Regions from separate parts of the Triticum aestivum genome. Here region 1 is linked to region 2. The links are chromatin contacts, called in public HiCAR-type maps. All regions are on one chromosome and are shown on one strand. Each heading gives the region's core, a stretch centred on a gene start, on an enhancer-like site or on the middle of the called end of the contact. The rest is flanking DNA. Distances are from core to core; before and after follow the strand shown.

What was found. HiCAR-type assays count read pairs that join an accessible place to other places.
Region 1: a contact with region 2 is called in a HiCAR-type map of leaf, with 6 times the contacts expected there. The contact joins the promoter of LOC123090888 here to the promoter of LOC123090887 in region 2. A contact is called at or near these places in 3 of 5 Hi-C or Micro-C datasets (leaf and an unstated tissue) and 1 of 1 datasets of contacts at active chromatin or transcription factors (leaf).

Annotation. Positions count from the first base shown.
Region 1 is chr4B:42,487,489-42,490,188 of IWGSC CS RefSeq v2.1, reverse strand. It overlaps LOC123090888 (65-kDa microtubule-associated protein 6), which reads left to right and starts at 1,291. Exons shown (of 10, transcript XM_044512245.1): 1 at 1,291-1,501; 2 at 1,601-1,807. The coding sequence starts at 1,397.
Region 2 is chr4B:42,038,142-42,040,841 of IWGSC CS RefSeq v2.1, reverse strand. LOC123090887 (caffeoylshikimate esterase) reads left to right here and starts at 1,286. Exons shown (of 1, transcript XM_044512244.1): 1 at 1,286-2,627. The coding sequence starts at 1,471. The coding sequence ends at 2,451.

The DNA of each region.
Region 1 (2,700 bases), core at 42-2,541, 450 kb before region 2:
ATGTTGCACTAAAGTGGCGACACACATATAGTGCAAAATCTCATCAGGGGCAGCCGGCTGAGTGTTCTTGTTATTGATTGTTATTACTGGTTTAGTCATCGATCAACTACTCGTGCATGTCATGTCAGTGGCAGAGTAGTATATGCATGCAATTAACTACTCTCTCGGTTACTAAACATAAACCCTTTTAGAGATTCTATAGTAGGGACTACATGTGGAGCAAAAAAAATAAATCTACACTCTAAAATACGTCTATATACATCAGTACGTAGTCCATGTTAAAATATCTAAAAAGGATTATATTTAGAAACGAAGGGAGTATATACTGCTACATGCTCTGTTTTTCGACATGGCCTGCAAAGCAAAGCTTATTCTTTTCTTTTATCCATGTGGGAGTGCAACGGATGATGCAAATTATCTATGTTTCGGGTAGGTCTTCTTAATCTTAGTCAGATGGCAATTTCTTCCTTTTCCCATGCATGAAAAGTACGGGCAAACATCTTTCCGTTGCACCGTCCGGATTTCTATCTTTTTTTATATATTGAACTTCTGCTAAACCCTGACGTAAATATGAAACATAGTACCTAACTAACGAGACGCATGTTGCACTAGACTAGCGAGATAAATATATAGTGTTGTGCGAAATCTCGGTAGGGACAGCCGGCGGAGAGTTCTTGTTATCACTACTTCTCGTGCATGTCATGTCAGTTGCAGAGTATATATATGTATGCAATTAACTATGCGCATCAATCTGATTTTGACTAGGCCCGCTAAGCAAAAGCTAATTTTTTTTCCATGTGGGAATGCAACGGATGATGCAAACACCCCGGCCGTTCTTAATTCATTTGTTTGTGACGCGCGCAAGTCGGCAAGTGCCAATATCATATCTCAAAATTAGGGTTCATGACCAGCATGCATGATCGGTCGACGATGGTTCCAGGCCAACTGCAGCGCAGCCAGAATTAGGCATAAACAAACCACAAATCAGGCAGCATATTATCACACACCAAAACCCTGGCTGGCTTTATTAGCCAGGCTTCCTCTTCTCTTCCAATATGCTGTATTTCCTTTCCTTTTTGCTCTGCCCTACACGGAGTCAGTCGATCATCATCATCATCATCAGCGCGGCTGCTGGCTGGTCAGTGGTTACACACGGGGCCATCCGATACTTGTCGCGTACCGAGCCGCGGAGGCTGCGAGCGGGCCCGGCCTCCCGACCCGAGGCCCTGGCACTTTCAGCTATATATGCCCTCCTCTCCACCCGACGCACCCATCCATCAATCAGCGACGTCTACCTCTAGCTAGCTGGACGCTTAAACCCTCTCCCAACTCTCGAGCTAGCTGCTGCATCGTCGTCTCGTCTCCAACAGCCAGCCAGCATACGCGTGCAACGGCCATGGGAGAGCTCGCCGCCGAGCTGCTGTACAACATGGCGCCGCTGGCCCTGTCCGGCGGCGGTGCCGAGGTCGGCAGTTGCGCGCCCCTGCTCGCGGAGCTCAGGGTGCGTCCGACGATCCTCTCCCGGCCGGCTGGACTCTGTTCTGTTCTTTGAGTTTTCAAGTGTCGTGGTTTGACATGTGGAGTGGATGTGTGTGTGCAGCAACTGTGGGGGGAGATAGGCAAGAGCCGGGAGGAGAGGGAGCGGATGGTGCACGAGCTGGAGGCGGAGTGCACGCGGGTGTACCGCCGCAAGGTCGACGAGGCCACCGGCGAGCGCGCGCTGCTGCACCAGTCGCTCGCCGCCAGCGAGGCCGAGATCGCCGCCCTCACCGCCGCCCTCGGCGCCGAAAACTCCACGCAGTTCAAGGTAACTTACTCGGGGGCCTTTGGCAGGCAGGCGGCTATCCGCTTCTCCTTTCCCTGCACCTTTTCAGTACTTATTACTTTGAGGAGTCAAAGAAAAATCCCGCATTAACTGTAAGATGTTATATTTTCAATATTATGATATTTACATGATCACCCAAAGTATATAGTTTTGCATTCCTTTTTAGAGTCAACCCGAAGGAAGTCCATTCGAGCACGAGGCGCAGGAATTCTAAAACTTAATAGAAGTTTAAAACCTTTAGCTTTAGAATTGATATTGATGCAAAGGCTGGGGATTCCCTCCTTTTCAAAAAATAAATAAAAAAACTTGATCTCTATCGGTCTAAGATTGTCAAGAATATTTCATAAACATACAGTCTTTTCAGCCTATCCATAAAGGGAAATATAGACTTGTAACGAATCGTTTCAGAGAATCAAGCTCCTTTGTATTGTTGTTTAAAAATAAAAAATAAAGGTATAACTGATACTAGGATGAAGAGAGAAATGGAGGTAGCTGTCATGTGGGTCCTAGCTAACTAGGATGGCGCCGTGGAGTGGTCAACTTGCCACGGCAATAGTCATAGCCAGCGAAACTCGTTTGGGACCAAGTAGACCTTTTTAACGAGTTTAGACTTTAGAGGCACAAACATGCATTATAGGAGTAAGGTGGAAGCCCTCCTTTGGTTCAAAGGTAAAGTGAGGGAAACACATAGGAATAGAAAAAAGAAATGAAGGAAAAATTTCTTTGGTCTCAATTTCAGAGAAAAATCATAGAAATTTTACAATCCGCTTGGACCTCCTTTTCAAATTTCTACGCAGAAGAACGAGACTGAGATCTTTAGTGGCATAGTGACATGCTAGTTATATCTTTTCATGTGATTTGACTCTGTGGCCCAC
Region 2 (2,700 bases), core at 37-2,536:
GCGGAGGGACATGGCGGCTGCGGCGGCGGGAGACAGGGTGGCGAGGGAGGGGAGGGGAGGAGGAAGAGAGGCGCCTATTTTACTCGGGCGCCGCGGTAGTGAGTAAATTTAAGGAGATTTAAGGAAATATTGGGAGTTGGAGTAAAAATTATACTCCACTAAGCCGGAGAAGGGATCGGCTAGGGTACCAAGTGACCTCTCGTTAGGGCTCCTCCTCCACCTCCTCCTCCTCCTCCAAAAAAGAAAGTTAGGGTTTGTGCCTCTCGCCGGCGCCGACACAGGTCCGCCTCGCCTCCGGTGGCCCTAGGGCCATGGAGGCGCGGTGGATCCTGGCAAGGGCCGGCAGGAGGGCTCCGTTTTTAGTCGTTTTTTCAATCTTGTTAGGGTTTGTGTCCTACTCAGGAAGGCGAGACGGTGGCGGCTCCCTGAAGATGGAATAAAGGTCTCCCTGCCTAGCACCCGTTCCGGCGGTGCGTCTAGCATCGTTGGTGGGCGTGTGGATGTGTGTCTCTGGCAGATCTATCTTTGGTGGATTTGCTCGGATCTCGTCGTTGTTCGTCTACGTTCGTGTGTCTTCGGTTTGGATCCTTCCGATCTACGTTATTTTTCATCGGCGGCGGTTGCTGTTCTGGGGTGCTGGTCCTATGGGGCCTTAGCACGACGACTTCCCGACTGTCTACTACAACAAGTTGTGCCCGGCTCCAGCGATGGAGGAGCGATGACGGCGGCGCGCCTTCGGCTCGCTTTGGTGCTTGTAGCCGTCGCTAGGTGGTCTACGAATTTAGATGTAATTTTTATTTCTGGTATTCGTTGTACTGCCATGATTGAAAATGAATAGATTGAAAGTTTTTCCGGCAAAAAAGTGACCTCTCGTTGAAGGCATGTAAAATGCAGCATGGAGAAGCATATCGAACACCCCAGAATCCCAGATGGAACGAGGTCGTACCAGGAAATTGATTTGTTTGGCGCAATGAAAAGCTGTAGATCTGGTTCACGAGAATTTAATTCCGGGTACGTGATTTGGAACGAAAAGGACATCCCCATCGGTTCTTCAGTCTACACACACTGCTGTAAAGACGAGTAGGTGCGAAGCTGCGCCAGGAAAATCAATGTACGCTGATCAATAAATGCGTTTTGTCCTCTTCGCTGAGTGACAGATTTTTTCTTTCATTTTGTGGTCGACACAACAAATGGACTCTGTAGAAATTTCATATGTACTACAAATCGTATTATATTTGTCTACCCTGAATATGATATTTTAGTTAAGAATCGACGGTACCACGCCAACGCCATACCGTAGTACAGTAGCATCATTCATCAGCCGTCATCGGCCGATCCGCCTGTAGAGTCTGGTACTACTTCTTGCCAAATAAAATACCCTCCTCTCGCCCTCGTTTGCATCTACTACTCCAAGAACACACCAAATCAAGGGGAGCGCGCAGAGCGGGGTCAGAGCAGGAGAAAGCCATCATGGTGCATCCGGTGGCGGAGGCCGACGAGCGGAGCCCCTTCGGCCGGCTCACCGCCGAGGAGTACTACGCACGCCACGGCGTCACGCACTCCTCATCCACCTTCGTCAACCCGCGGGGGCTCCGCATCTTCACGCAGCGCTGGGTGCCCAGCGGGGACGCCCCCATCCTCGGCGCCATCGCCGTCGTCCACGGCTTCACCGGCGAGTCCAGCTGGATGGTGCTCCTGACGGCCGTCCACTTCGCCAAGCAAGGCTTCGCCGTCGCCGCCGTGGACCACCAGGGCCACGGCTTCTCCGAGGGCCTCCAGGCCCACATCCCGGACATCACCCCGGTGCTCGACGACTGCGAGGCCGCCTTCGCCCCCTTCCGCGCCGACTACCCGCCGCCGCTGCCCTGCTTCCTCTACGGCGAGTCCCTCGGCGGCGCCATCGCGCTGCTGCTGCACCTCCGGGACAAGCCGCGCTGGCGCGACGGCGCCGTGCTCAACGGCGCCATGTGCGGGGTCAGCCCCCGGTTCATGCCGCCGTGGCCGCTGGAGCACCTGCTCTGGGCGGCGGCCGCCGTGGCGCCCACCTGGCACGTCGCCTTCACCAGGGGGAACATCCCGGGCCGGTCCTTCAAGGTGGAGTGGAAGCGCGCGCTCGCGCTGGCCAGCCCGCGCCGCACCACGGCGCCGCCCCGCGCCGCCACCGCGCTCGAGCTCCTCCGGGTGTGCCGGGAGCTGCAGGCGCGCTTCGAGGAGGTGGAGCTGCCGCTGCTGGCTGTGCACGGCGGCGACGACACCGTGTGCGACCCGGCGTGCGTGGAGGAGATGCACCGCCGCGCCGGGAGCAAGGACAAGACGCTGCGCGTGTACCCCGGGATGTGGCACCAGATCGTCGGCGAGCCGGAGGAGAACGTGGAGCAGGTCTTCGCCGACGTCGTCGACTGGCTCAAGGCCCGGGCCGCCGCCGGTCCGCACTCCGCAGTAGTTGGTTAGTGGTTGGGTCACGCGTCGCGCGCGGGCCGTGTCAGGCAGGTGCGTCTTGTTCGGAGAGATCGATCGATCAATCATGGTCATGGGTAGGGCGTGCTCCGGCCCGGCGGTGTTGCCGGTGTGTGGTCCGTGGCCGGTTGGTTCAAGTACGGGCGCAATAAAAGAATCTGTTGACTTTACGTACGTCTTGATGAAATGAGATCTGGTCCTGCTGTGGTGTTGTGTACTGTAGGAGTATCTTCGTGTATTTGC